Linked DNA regions of Mus musculus: all the other regions are linked to region 2. Evidence: chromatin contacts called from public HiChIP or PLAC-seq and promoter capture Hi-C data. All regions are on one chromosome and are shown on one strand. Each heading gives the region's core, a stretch centred on a gene start, on an enhancer-like site or on the middle of the called end of the contact. The rest is flanking DNA. Distances are from core to core; before and after follow the strand shown. Region 1 overlaps Erc1 (ELKS/RAB6-interacting/CAST family member 1). Region 2 holds the start of Fbxl14 (F-box and leucine-rich repeat protein 14). Region 3 overlaps Erc1 (ELKS/RAB6-interacting/CAST family member 1). Region 4 overlaps Erc1 (ELKS/RAB6-interacting/CAST family member 1).

Region 1 (2,991 bases), core at 436-2,935, 240 kb after region 2:
CTAAATGATTACTGCAGAGACCTCACGTTACCATGAGCCGATCCTTGCACAGTTATATTTTAGTCACTCTGAAAGTCTAACCATTACCACTTGATGAAGTAGTTCTGCAGCAGCAGTTCTGAAGCAGTTCTAACAGTCACCTGAAACTGCACTGGCTTTACCTTGTGTTTACCCAGCAGCATTGCTAGTAGCTACATAAAATCGCAGACCTGTTTCTCAGCATTGGTCCTGGCTGATTCCTCTTGTGCCAGCACCATTTCACGCTCTGCAGTTATCTGTACACTTTCTCTCAGTGCTTCTTCCAGCTCTTCAATCCTGTCATCCTTCTTACGGAGACTGTCCTGGAAAACGATGAAGACCCGGTGAAGTAGGTTACTCAGTTACCTCAAGGAGTGCCTACCCATCAAGGAAGAGCTATCATTAAACATCCTTCTATTCAGAAGCAAACTGAGGCCAGAAAGATTCCTCCATAGAGTAAAGAATTAAACAAGGGAAGAAGAGAAATAAAGGAAGCTGAAGTCTGTTATTAAGAGCATAGGATAAAGTTAGTGAAGCGAGGCAGACATGATGGGTTTGCTCTCTGCAACAGAGAGAAGGAAGTGCTGGTGTTAGATGGCATAAGCAATAAGAGGTTAACTATTTAAAAATACAAAGCTATTTTTAAAACCTACCACTTAAACTGGGCTGAAAGCCAGCTCTGATGGAGTCTGTACTTAGAGTCAATACCACAAGACTATCTCCCTTTGAAAGTCACAACTAGATGACAGACTCGAGCTTCATAAAGACAATTTCTGAAACATTTCTTTTCAAAAAGGAACATGCTTACTAACATTTGAATAAAGTGAGACTTTGCCTTCTCCTGAAAAAACTAGAAACACACACATATGTATACATATACCTATGAATACCACTGGTTTGAATATGAATGAGCAATTTAGTTAAGCAAGTAATACACTCTAGTAGGAGTTTGTAATGTTACTTTTCATCTATGTAGCAAAACTCTTATTAGTCTTAAGGATCTCAAGGACAGTATAGCAGTAGGAAAGATAAAAGAAAAAGCCAAGAATGGAACCATGGATTTCTCAGACTATTCTAAGCATTTTCTTTTTGATTTATTAAGGGGATGGGGGAATGCAAACCAAAGGATTTGGAACACAGTACTATATTTGATACTTGAGTTTTGTATTCAAATATGAAAATGAGTAACAAGGTTGCCTATATGTTGATACAAAGAAGAATAAAAGCAAGCCCTTATCTCTTAGTATCTGTTAACTCAAATGAACTAAAGAACTGAAGCTAAAACCAGGCATGGTAACTCCTACCTACACAACAGCACTCGTAAGGCTGAGGCAGGAGGTTGTCCATGAGATCAAGGCCATCTTGAACTACAGTGTGAGACACAGTCTCAAAAAAGACGAGAGAGGAAGAAAGAAGAAGAAAACAAAACTAAGAAACTGGGGGCAGGGGGTGTTTCATGACAGTGGGTTGGGGATAGTGGGGTTTGGGTTCTGCTTTTAAAAATAAAACCAAAAAGTGATGGCAACAGAAACAAAATCAAACAACTGTGATTACCTCAGATAATAACATTCTTGGCTTTACAGCAAATAATCAAAATAACAAAGCAACACTTACAGAAGAGAGTAAATTTTCCCAACTATATATCTGACAAGGGTTAATACTCGAAAATGAGAACTAAACAGCAAGAAAAAGATCCAACTCGTTCATAAAAAGGACAGGAGATGCATAGATACCTTAAAAGAACACATAAAAATGACACATAATTTTGAAAACAAACTCTTCAATGTTACAAGTCATTGATGAAATGTAATTAGAAACCACAAAGATATATTTCAGTCCTTTTGGATCACTATAAAAGACAGGAAGTGAGTACTCATGAGGATGCAGGCAGGGACTCTTTCTCATTCACTATGGCAGACAGGATGGAGCTTCCTCAAAATACTAACACTCAACTACTGCATGAGTCAGCAGTTCCACTCCTGGACATTGAAATGAAAGGATATTGGTGGGCTGCAGGAACATCTACCTGACCAGTCTTACGACAGCACCACATGACGGCTCATGGCTAAACAACAGTCAGGACCAGAATCAGCCTAAGTGTCTATCAATAGATGAATGGATGAGGAAATAGTCTATCTTCCAGCCAGTGAGATGACTCAACCAGCAAAGCTAGATGCTTTGAGTTCAATTCCCTAGAACTTGCATGAAGAATGAACAAGCTGTCTCTACAAAGTTGTCCTCTGCCTTCCATACAAGCACATGGCATATCACGGTATTTCCCCTTATCATACAGACATGTACAAAAACAACAATAATTTTAAAAAGAAAAAGGTTCTCCATGCCATCCGTACTCAGATTGTATGACTTTCTATCTTTCTATCTTCTTCTTCTCTATCTCCCTGGTCCAGGCAATTGCCAAAATTTATGGCTTACCTGATAGGGAGATTTTTAAAACATTAATAATAAAATCATCTTTAAGTTCAATAGTTTTTTTTTTAATGTGCTGTATATACACACCAGGAATACTACCAAACAGGGAGCGGGGGTCGGGGGGAAGGAGGGAGGGAGAGGGAGGGAGAGGGAGGGAGGGAGAGAGAGAGAGTTAGTTTTGTTTTCCATTATGACGATAACCCCAGAGGACATCAAGTTAACTGAAATGAGCTAAGTACATGACGCTAAACTGAGCATATGGAATGTAAAAAGTTGATGTCATAGAATCAGAATGGAAGAGAAACAGTTTCCTTGTTTTGCTTTAATGTAAGGTAGCTAACCCAGCAAGGCTATTCCTGAACCTTGTCTTTCCTCTTTGGGTGGATAGCTAATCATGTCAGACTGAAGTCAGGAAGCCAGCAGTGCGTTGAGACACAGTAACCACCTACATCAGGAAGAAAGGACATGAAGTAGTCTGTGTTGTCAGCCCAGTTTGGATTCTTGGACACACCTTTTGCAAAAAATATATCCTTGCTAAAATAC
Region 2 (3,468 bases), core at 225-2,724:
AAGATGTCAGCAGGTAAGGTCATTGCTACCAAGTCTCATGATCCGAGTTCCATCCTGGAATCCACATGCTAGGAGAGGGATGACTTCTTCAAGTCGTCTTCTGACCACTAGATACTGGCTGTGGAGCATGCCCTCTCCCCATTAAAGAAATACAATGTATTAATAATAATAATGATGATGATGTCTTGTTCAGGTTCCCAAAGAGTCAAGGAAACAGCTAAGTCAGGTTGTTTTGTATCTAGATGTGTGAACTTGTAACTTATTTAAGATTCTCAGGTTCCTTTTCTCTGAACTAAAAACTCTTGGCTTCAGGGGTCATAAAAATACAATTCTGAAATCCTATCCTTCATGCAGATATTTAAGACCCGAGGCTACACTGTATAGAGTTGAGCTCTGCCCTAGATTCATAAAATATACATAAAGCATAAGGCTGGAGCATCTTTAACCAGACCAAAGAGTGTATGTGTGTCAGCACATACAGATGTATTAGGTATCCGTACAGCTGGGCCGTGCAATCTACAGTCTAAGTGGCCGAGGAAAAAGACAAAACCTGGTGTAGGTTAGAGCGCAAGGCAGGGGCAGAAGCAGTGGGAAGTTTTGACACAAAGTTGAAAGGGAAAGGAACTCACATGGGTGTATGGAAACAACAAGATTGTGGAAGGCAGGCACACTGGACAACTTCCAGAAATTTCTAGAACGAGAGCTGTCAAACTATGCTGACTAAAAGCCACTTTCTCCACCAAATTAAGACTCACTACTAAAGAGAAAGGAATGGTGGGAAGGCCGCCCGACTGGGGCAGTGGGTGTGGTGAGATGGTTAAAGGCGCTCTGAGAAGTAACGCGGGCTAGAGGGGATGGAATATGCGGGCAAGAGAGGATGAAGTATGCGGGCGGGAGAGGGCGTGGAGTAAGCGTGGACACCGAGGGGAGCAGCCCGTGGGCCATCGGGCGCTCTTTAGGGCTGCACGGTGCGGCGAGGCCGCCAGCCATCCCGGCGCGCATGGGGTTAAGCCTCCGCGGCCGAGGGCAGAGCCCGGTTTCCAAGGAAACGGCTCCACCAGTTCCGGCGGCGCGGGCGCGTACCACTGAGCGGGGGAGCCGGCGCGGAGGACGCGGAGGGCGCAGCGCGGCTGGCCGGCTCCTAGGGCGCAGGCCCGATCACGCCGGTGAGTTCGCCGCGTCCCGCCGCCCGCGGCCGTGAATCGGACCCGCGCGACTTAGGCGGGGGAGGAGCGGCGCGCGGCGGCCCCAGAGTCCCCCCGCGCAGCGGCCGAGTGCGAGCAGCCCGGGGCTGGGCAGTTTGAACCGCGGACGGCAGACAAAGGCAGCAGGAAGCCGTCCGCAGCCCGAGCGCCCGGCCCGGGCCTCGCCGGCGCGCGCAGCAGCGACGCGGCCGGGCGCGGGATGCCGCAGGGCGCGGGGCGGCGCGCGGGCGCGGACGCGGCGCCCGCCCCGGCCGGGATGTGAGGCCCGAGCGGCCGCGCGGGGGCGGGAAGGGCGGCAGGAAGGAAGCGCCGCTCGGACGCGCCGGGAGGAGGAGCGGCGGCCCGGCCGGAAGGCGGGGAGGGGCGGCCGTTGGCCCGCGGCGGGCCGCTCTCGGCGCCTCCCGGGGCGGCGGCGGCGCCCGCGCCTCCTGCACCCGGCGCGGCGTAGCGGCGGGAGGAAGATGGAGACCCACATCTCGTGCCTGTTCCCCGAGCTGCTGGCCATGATCTTCGGCTACTTGGACGTCCGAGACAAGGGTCGCGCGGCGCAGGTGTGCACGGCCTGGCGGGACGCCGCCTACCACAAGTCGGTGTGGCGGGGCGTGGAGGCCAAGCTGCACCTGCGCCGGGCGAACCCGTCGCTGTTCCCCAGCCTGCAGGCCCGGGGCATCCGCCGCGTGCAGATCCTCAGCCTCCGCCGCAGCCTCAGCTACGTGATCCAGGGCATGGCGAACATCGAGAGCCTCAACCTCAGCGGCTGCTACAACCTCACCGACAACGGCCTGGGCCACGCGTTCGTGCAGGAGATCGGCTCGCTGCGCGCTCTCAACTTGAGCCTTTGCAAGCAGATCACCGACAGCAGCCTGGGCCGCATAGCCCAGTACCTCAAGGGCCTGGAGGTGCTGGAGCTGGGGGGCTGCAGCAACATCACCAACACCGGCCTTCTGCTCATTGCCTGGGGGCTGCAGCGCCTCAAGAGCCTTAATCTCCGCAGCTGTCGCCACCTCTCGGATGTGGGCATCGGGCACCTGGCCGGCATGACGCGCAGCGCTGCCGAGGGCTGCCTGGGCCTGGAGCAGCTCACTCTTCAGGACTGCCAGAAACTCACGGATCTTTCCCTGAAGCACATCTCGCGAGGGCTGACGGGCCTCCGGCTCCTCAACCTCAGCTTCTGCGGCGGCATCTCGGACGCGGGCCTTCTGCACCTGTCGCACATGGGCAGCCTGCGCAGCCTGAACCTGCGCTCCTGCGACAACATCAGCGACACCGGCATCATGCATCTGGCCATGGGCAGCCTGCGCCTTTCCGGTCTGGATGTGTCGTTCTGTGACAAGGTGGGAGATCAGAGTCTGGCGTACATAGCCCAGGGACTGGACGGCCTCAAGTCCCTCTCCCTTTGCTCTTGCCATATCAGTGACGATGGCATCAACCGCATGGTGCGGCAGATGCACGGGCTGCGCACGCTCAACATTGGACAGTGTGTGCGCATCACGGACAAGGGCCTGGAGCTGATCGCTGAGCACCTGAGCCAGCTCACGGGCATAGATCTGTACGGCTGCACCAGGATCACCAAGCGCGGCCTGGAGCGCATCACGCAGCTGCCCTGCCTCAAGGTACTTAACCTGGGACTTTGGCAGATGACGGACAGTGAGAAGGTCAGGTGAGGGCGGCAGTTCCAGTTCCCCCGCCCCGCCCTGTTCATCCCAGGACCACCACTGTTCCGCACACTCACGCGCGCACTTACACGTTCAGGGCAGTGGCCGCGGTGGGGCGATGACGGAAGCCTGGGCTCTCTTCTCCTAGTCTGGCGCCCCTCTCCACTGCGTCTGGAGTTGTTCTGCTCCCTCTACCCACTCTCCTTTCCCAGTGAGGGGAGAGATGGACCCTGCTGTTTCTCTGCCCACTCTTCTGCAGGGTATGGAGACTTTCAGCCACCGACAACTGTATCCTGGGGCACTGCATTTGGAAATGGGGTGGGGGCGGGGAGGGACTAGTCGTTTCAACCCCGAGGAGTTGAGGAAAGATGCCTGCCTTCACTTACACTTTCATTTGGATACTGTGATCTGGCTTTTAATTCCAAACGTGTAGAAAGCAAGCCCGACTTGAACAGCCTTCTCATCCACTTTGTAGCCAGTCTCCTCTCATCGCTGCCCCTTTGGTATCTGCAACTCACTTCGGTTCTGGTTTTGTTCTTGTTCTGTTTTTTTGTTTTGTTTTTTATCTGCTTCCTTTTTAGTTTTCAAAGAAATTTGAAATCATTGTT
Region 3 (3,179 bases), core at 175-2,674, 160 kb after region 2:
CATTCCAAGCTATGAGTTACCCAACTCCTAAACACCTAATATAATAGATGCACACTAACCAAATGGGTGCCTTATCCTCATGTTCTCCACACCCTAAAGGTGACACATTCTTTCCTCAGAATGCAAGAAACAATCCTCTCCCATTGCCATCTGGGAATCAGAGACTGCCTGACTTGCAAGCATTTACTATGGACTCATCAACCCCCTGGCATACAAACTCTCCCTTTCCTGTAAGAAGGCAACCTCACTTTGTCCTTTGGGCCTCAGCTTTCCTCAGGACCTTTGCCATGCCTGTCTTGTTAATAACTCTTGTAATAAACCAAGCTCTTATTTACATGAACAATCTGCCTCGGGGTTCTCTTGAGCCCAAACCTGAGACTTTGCACTCTCGTTATGTTTTAGATGTTATATAGTGAAGCACAGCAATACACCTCTACTGCTTTGCTGTAGCTAGTACCTCTGCTGTATGCATTCCCAAGGTTTTCAGATATTTAGCAATGGTTAAAACTACCTGGAACTACTAAGCCTTTACTTGGGTTCCTTGCAAGATCTGGTAGGACAAAAGCCCTATGCTCAGGTCTAGCATGGAGAGTTACACTTATCATCTATGTCCCACAGCTCTCCCTTTACTAGTCCTGGGGAGGCAGGAGAGATGTCCTGGCTCCTCACAGTTGACTGTTGCTGAATAAAGTCTCTTTTGCAAGCTTGTCCTCTTGCTAGTACACATACTGGGTGTGGAGCAAACTGGATCTCTTTGGGCGAACCGCCTTGAAAACACTGTGGAGCTTCTCCCTCTTCTTTGCTCATGGAGACTGACCTCAGGGCCTTGAGTTCCACCACTGAGTTAAATCCTTTGAAAAGGTTTAAGACAAGGCAGGGATGTGTAAGCCACAGCAACAGCTTTAAACTTGGTGGGATCACCCTTGCTGCTCTCCTGGAACATCTGACAGGAAGGACTGATTACACGGTGAGCTGGTTATTAGGTGCTTATTAGACCCACTGTGAAAAAGTTGAAACTTGTTTAAAATGTTGTGTTTTCAGAGGCAAAAAATCAGAATGAAACAAAACAGTTAAGTTGTGAAAGAAACTGGGTTTAGTTGTTGTCTATTGAAAACAGTCTTTGTAAGAAGATACTTTTTGATAAAAGTACTATTTTTCTGATGAAAACAGAGAAACAGAAAAGAATATAAAAAAAGTCAGAAGTGATCATTTTTAGGAAAAGATACAGAAATCAGAAGTTGATCACAACAGAGTGCTCCCGACTAGAGGCTGCCCCCAGATGGAGTCCTGCTAGCACAAGCAGCCTCACTGTTTGCCTGGAGAGCCCCAAGAGAGCAACTAGGAAGACACAAGGGAGAACCCCCAGAGGATCAGAGGACAAAATGTCAGCGCACTTCCTGCCGAGTCACTCTCCCTATTCTGAGTCTATTCCTCAGTTAACAAACAAACACCCCACCCCATCAACCATGGATACAAACATTTCAGTGGTTAGCAACCCCTATTTCCTGAGTAAGTTGCAGCAGAAAGGCAAGTCATTAAAGTGGCTAGTCACTCTGTCCCTGGTGCTGTAAACTACACCAGCTGAACTTGCTCTTTGACCTGCATAGACTAATGGAATCAAGATGTGCACTACTGTGGCATGTGAGCTCCAGGAAATAGTAAGACCTCCCCTCTGTTCCTTTCCCCATTCTGGGCAAATTTCAGAAACCAGAGACAAATATCAAAGGCAAAGAAAGCTGAGCATCCTTTGATGATTTCGGAATCTTTAACACATTGGCCTTCCAGCACCAGTAAGTAAGAAACTGCAACCAAGACTGAAACAGTGACTTGGCGGGAGTGCTAAGCATGTGTGTGTTCCACAGAAGCACACTGAAGTACACGGGACATGAATTAAGGAGCATAACCAACAATGTTTACCATCCCCTCCTTGTCCAAGTATGAATTCCAAGTTGGATAGCTGCAGAATTATATACAATATACTCCACAATCCTGAAAGCTTTTGGGGAAAAGATCAGATGAAAGAAGGAGGCCAGTGGCTTAGCATGCTAATACCATGGGGTAAGCTCACCGTGTAATCAGTCCTTCCTGTCAGATGTTCCAGGAGAGCAGCAAGGGTGATCCCACCAAGTTTAAAGCTGTTGCTGTGGCTTACACATCCTTGCCTTGTCTTAAACCTTTTCAAAGGATTTAATTCAGTGGTGGAACTCAAGGCCCTGAGGTCAGGCTCCATGAGCAATACCATGCTAATACCATGGGTGAAGAGGCATAGGTTAATTGTCAACAACCCATATTAAATAGGAAATCCACATTCTCTTATTAATGGATTACATGCACTTTGATTCTGTTGCCTTATTATTTAACTCACTAGCTATCCAGAGATTATAGGCGATTTCTGGGATATCTGTTTTGTTCTTCTATCTCATGCCCTGAAGATGTCCACTCAACTATAATTTCCTCCCTTCTCTGCAGAGGTCTCAGTGTATGCAAGACACATTAACCTGTTTAACCTTTGTGAAAGGCCTGCTGAGGTAACTCCCTAACGATTCCAGCATCTCTACTTACTTTGAGGCTCCCCACCCTCAACTCTGTGAAGCAGTTATCACACATAGCAGTAGTGATCTGTATTCCACGACTACACTGCCTTGTACAACAGTACATGAACTCAATTCTGGAATTAATGAAAGCTTCATTTTATTAGTATACAGAGATATTTGCTTAACAATTAATTTAGCAAAAGTTATTAACTTTCCTTCTTTTGTGAAATACAGCTATTTATTCTTTAAGTAAGGTAAGCTTAAAGAAAATTCATTGTTATATAAAACATTTATTTGAAAGAAACAATAAGGCAAAAGACACCGTCAATAAGACAAAAAGACCACCAACAGATTGGGAAAGGATCTTTACCTATCCTAAATCAGATAGGGGACTAGTATCCAACATATATAAAGAACTCAAGAAGGTGGACTTCAGAAAATCGAATAACCCCATTAAAAAATGGGGCTCAGAACTGAACAAAGAATTCTCACCTGAGGAATACCGAATGGCTGAGAAACACCTGAAAAAAAGTTCAGCATCCTTAATCATCAGGGAAATGCAAATCAAAACAACCCTGAGATTCCATCTCACACCAGTCAGAATGTCTAAGATCAAAAATTCAGGTGACAGCAGATGCTGGCATG
Region 4 (3,114 bases), core at 34-2,533, 190 kb after region 2:
CAATGCACTAGACATCAAAATGACAAACATAAAAAATGTATGCTTTCAATAAGCCCAAAATATGAGAGAGGTAAATAAAAGACAAGGTTTTATTTGTAACATCGCCAAACTGTCTTGCTAGTGAGGCCGCGCAGTGGGTAGAGATCACTTGCTGTCCTATGATGTAAGCCTGACTACCTGAGTTTGAGCTCAGGGACCCAAGCAAACGTGGAATGAAAGAACTGATACCATCTCCAACCAGCTAACACCTCAGATTTCTACTTATGGTTGAGTGGGTAAACTGTGGTATAGTCACAGGATGGAATGCAACATAGCAAGTGTAAATGAGCTACTGTTACACATACACGGAATGAAGCACGGGTGCATACAGAAGAAGACACACTACAGAAGGGGTGTGAGAGGGCTGTGAGGTAAGTGGATAGGGACAGTAAAGACGGGAGGGTCACTTAGGGGCAGGTAAGTATCCCCACGCCTGCGAATCACCTATAAAGCACAACTATGGTTCTGACAAGAAAAAAGACAAGAGAAGAAATCAAGCAGACATGGACTGGACACGGTACCAGAATTCTTGAGAATAGAGGAAGGGCTTAAAGATAAGCTCTAGTGTTATTTTAGAAGAAGTGGGGACATTTTATTTCAGGTAGTAATTTTAATGTTACTATAAAAACCTCATTTGGGGTGTTTTATGAATAGTTTTATATTATATAGGTAGTATGGAATGTAAGTCTGATATATAATTATATACCATTTAGTTTTGCTTGCTGTATATTGCATGCAGAAACTAAAATGTTTATAGGTAAACCAACCAGACAACAAGATGATACAGAAAATTCCTCAAAATCGCTGGAGTTGGTAGGAGCTCCAGGGTAGATTGGTTATTATTACAGAAACCTTTGGGATTAAACTTTCTAGCCCTTTCTAATCTGACATTCTTGATTTAAAAAAAAAACAACTAAATAAAATCTTTGAGATTCAAATTACTTGGAAAAACTCAGTTAATGAATTTGGAAGGAAGAGAGGGTCTCTTGAAGCTCTTCCACTGTGGTTCATAAAATAAGTTTAAAGTTGCTATATCTCTGTGAGTGTGTCTCCATTATCATTACTGCCAAATGTATTCTTCAGGAGTCCCTCAGACGCTCTCAGAGGCTAATAATTCTGGCTTATAAGAATATACTGCATGCTACACATGCCCGTGTCTTCAGGCCGTTCAAGAGTATGCTCATCCTGAAAATGTGTGAACTCTGTCTGAGAACAACTGCATGAGTCACAGCTTCCAAACAGCTATTTTGCACCTTGAAACTTTATACCAGTTCACTTCTATATTCATCTCGACATGGATCAGTTCCCAAGCTGTGTTTACTTTTCCACTGTCTGCAAATATTTTTATGACTTCTTTTGAAGTGACTGTCACAAAACCAAGTCAGGGTCATGGCCTCTTTCCTAGTAAAACAAAGACTTCTGCCTCCACATTCAATTTGAAGAGAGGAAAAGACAATGTGTATTCTATGTTAAATGCTATCTGTATAAAGATAAGCTCTAAGGCAGTGGTTCTCAACTTGTGCTTTGCCAGCCCTGGGGGATTCAACAGATTGCTTCACAGGGGTCACCTGAGACCAAAGGAAAAAGCACAGATATTTACAATTCATAACAGTAGCAAAATTACAGTTATGAAGTAGCAACAAAAAATAATTTTATGATTGGGGGTCACCACAACATAAAAAACTGTATTAAAAAGTCGCAGTAGGAAGGGTGAGAAGTACTGGGCTAAGTTATTTCATAATTGGCAGAATAGATTAAATGAGCTTAATTATGCATTATGAGTAGGCCTGTAAATTCTGTACTTTTAAAGTAATTTCTCACAAATTTATGAGACAGACATTTACTACTTTATATACATGAAATGAGAGCACAATAATGTCAGTGTCACACATTGTATAATTAAATCCAATTCTAAGTTGAAAACTCATGCTTTTATTGCTATATTAAAGAAACATAATATTAAAATATTATATAGGTAATACATTCACTCCCCACCTTTCTCCATGCAGATTAGATTTTTAACACAGCTACGCATGTGATTTACCAGTCAGACTATAAACTCAGGTCTCATTCATACGGTTTTTCAAAAAGTATAAAGAATATATAAACGTAGTCAAAGCATGACACTGCATGCTTATGATACTAGTGTGGAGGGAACTTAGACAGCAGGGTTGAGATTCAAGAGCACTTTAGACTATACACTGTGATTCTGTCTCAAAATATTGTGCTTTATAGTTAAAAGACAAAAAAAAAAAAAACAAAAAAACAAAAAAAAAACCTTCACTCATGCTTGTTCTTACTGCCCCAGGTTAATGGTCATTATATGCCCAGCTTCAAATTTCCTTCTTTTAAAACAAATAGTAGTATATAACATTCCCATGCTGTTATTTTCATTTAATGGTATCAACTAGAAGATTTGTGTGGTGATATATACCTGAAATCAGATATCAAACAGAAACAAGTATCAACTTGGACTTGAAGTCCTCTGATCTTATGGTTCTACTTTGCAAATTTTATTCTGCAGATGTACACATATGAAATGACTTTGGCTTAAGATTATTTTCATGCTAATGAAAATCTGCATTCATATAAACTTTTACTAAATAACATATATAATAGAGGAATTTTAAAAGTAATTTAATTATTTACCAAGGGAAGAACAGTTAAATGTATTATGGAATACCATTCCCAAAGATAGGAGAGTTAACTGTGATATAGAAGGATAATACAAATGTAAACCTAAGTCAGCAGAAATTTAGTAAGTAGATATGGATATTGTCTAGTACATATAAGAATATAAAATTCTATAATACTATGTGGGGAGAGACTAATATTGGCAGCAATTCAGTAAGAGGTATCAAAGTTAAGTATGTATGTCAGACAGTGGTGGCGCATGCCTTTAACCCCAGCACTTGGGAGGCAGAGGCAGGCGGATTTCTGAGTTCGAGGCCAGTCTCGTCTACAGAGTGAGTTCTAAGACAGCCATGGTTATTCAGAGAAACCTGTCTCAAAACAAACAAACAAACAAACAAACAAACAATGTATATGTTCTTATTAGCAAATTCTATTAAAGAA

Evidence for each region. Promoter capture Hi-C pulls out the DNA fragments that hold promoters and counts their contacts. HiChIP or PLAC-seq counts read pairs in DNA pulled down with a chosen protein or histone mark.
Region 1: an H3K4me3 HiChIP or PLAC-seq map of pro-B cells shows a contact between it and region 2, with 4 times the contacts expected there. The contact joins the enhancer-like site here to the promoter of Fbxl14 in region 2. A contact is called at or near these places in 9 of 39 promoter capture datasets (the 3T3-L1 cell line, the C10 cell line, the HPC-7 cell line and 6 more), 2 of 15 datasets of contacts at CTCF or cohesin (large pre-B cells and pro-B cells), 84 of 484 Hi-C or Micro-C datasets (the 63-12 cell line, the AML12 cell line, B cells and 49 more), 34 of 115 datasets of contacts at active chromatin or transcription factors (the 230-238 cell line, the HPC-7 cell line, the NIH/3T3 cell line and 25 more) and 1 of 9 other capture datasets (embryonic stem cells).
Region 3: a contact with region 2 is called in an H3K4me3 HiChIP or PLAC-seq map of the SCID.adh cell line, with 14 read pairs. The contact joins the enhancer-like site here to the promoter of Fbxl14 in region 2. A contact is called at or near these places in 11 of 39 promoter capture datasets (the 3T3-L1 cell line, the C10 cell line, cranial neural crest and 5 more), 19 of 484 Hi-C or Micro-C datasets (the C10 cell line, CD4 T cells, CD8 T cells and 11 more), 13 of 115 datasets of contacts at active chromatin or transcription factors (the 230-238 cell line, the SCID.adh cell line, T-cell acute lymphoblastic leukemia and 7 more) and 4 of 9 other capture datasets (adipose tissue, embryonic stem cells, liver and 1 more).
Region 4: a promoter capture Hi-C map of liver shows a contact between it and region 2, with 2.8 times the contacts expected there. The contact joins the enhancer-like site here to the promoter of Fbxl14 in region 2. A contact is called at or near these places in 7 of 39 promoter capture datasets (the 3T3-L1 cell line, cranial neural crest, hippocampal neurons and 3 more), 2 of 15 datasets of contacts at CTCF or cohesin (large pre-B cells and pro-B cells), 8 of 484 Hi-C or Micro-C datasets (CD8 T cells, Sertoli cells, cranial neural crest and 3 more) and 12 of 115 datasets of contacts at active chromatin or transcription factors (the 230-238 cell line, the SCID.adh cell line, T-cell acute lymphoblastic leukemia and 8 more).

Annotation. Positions count from the first base shown.
Region 1 is chr6:119,713,471-119,716,461 of GRCm38.p6, forward strand. It overlaps Erc1 (ELKS/RAB6-interacting/CAST family member 1), which reads right to left. Exons shown (of 21, transcript NM_053204.2): 16 at 210-341. Among named protein-coding and RNA genes, the nearest start is that of Erc1, 130 kb to the right of the region's middle. Within about 2 kb of position 1,686, at least 20 of the 459 cell types and tissues checked have an H3K27ac peak or open chromatin away from gene starts, as enhancers often do. A contact at or near this core is called in the 63-12 cell line, the HL-1 cell line, the HPC-7 cell line and 4 more, where this site is marked.
Region 2 is chr6:119,478,194-119,481,661 of GRCm38.p6, forward strand. Fbxl14 (F-box and leucine-rich repeat protein 14) reads left to right here and starts at 1,475. Exons shown (of 1, transcript NM_133940.3): 1 at 1,475-3,468. The coding sequence starts at 1,667. The coding sequence ends at 2,869. The region is part of intron 1 of Wnt5b (wingless-type MMTV integration site family, member 5B); the gene reads right to left.
Region 3 is chr6:119,634,342-119,637,520 of GRCm38.p6, forward strand. The region is part of intron 17 of Erc1 (ELKS/RAB6-interacting/CAST family member 1); the gene reads right to left. Among named protein-coding and RNA genes, the nearest start is that of Wnt5b, 92 kb to the left of the region's middle. Within about 2 kb of position 1,425, at least 94 of the 459 cell types and tissues checked have an H3K27ac peak or open chromatin away from gene starts, as enhancers often do. A contact at or near this core is called in the 230-238 cell line, CD8 T cells, the SCID.adh cell line and 10 more, where this site is marked.
Region 4 is chr6:119,668,603-119,671,716 of GRCm38.p6, forward strand. All of the region lies in intron 17 of Erc1 (ELKS/RAB6-interacting/CAST family member 1), which reads right to left. Among named protein-coding and RNA genes, the nearest start is that of Wnt5b, 130 kb to the left of the region's middle. Within about 2 kb of position 1,284, at least 8 of the 459 cell types and tissues checked have an H3K27ac peak or open chromatin away from gene starts, as enhancers often do. A contact at or near this core is called in liver, where this site is marked.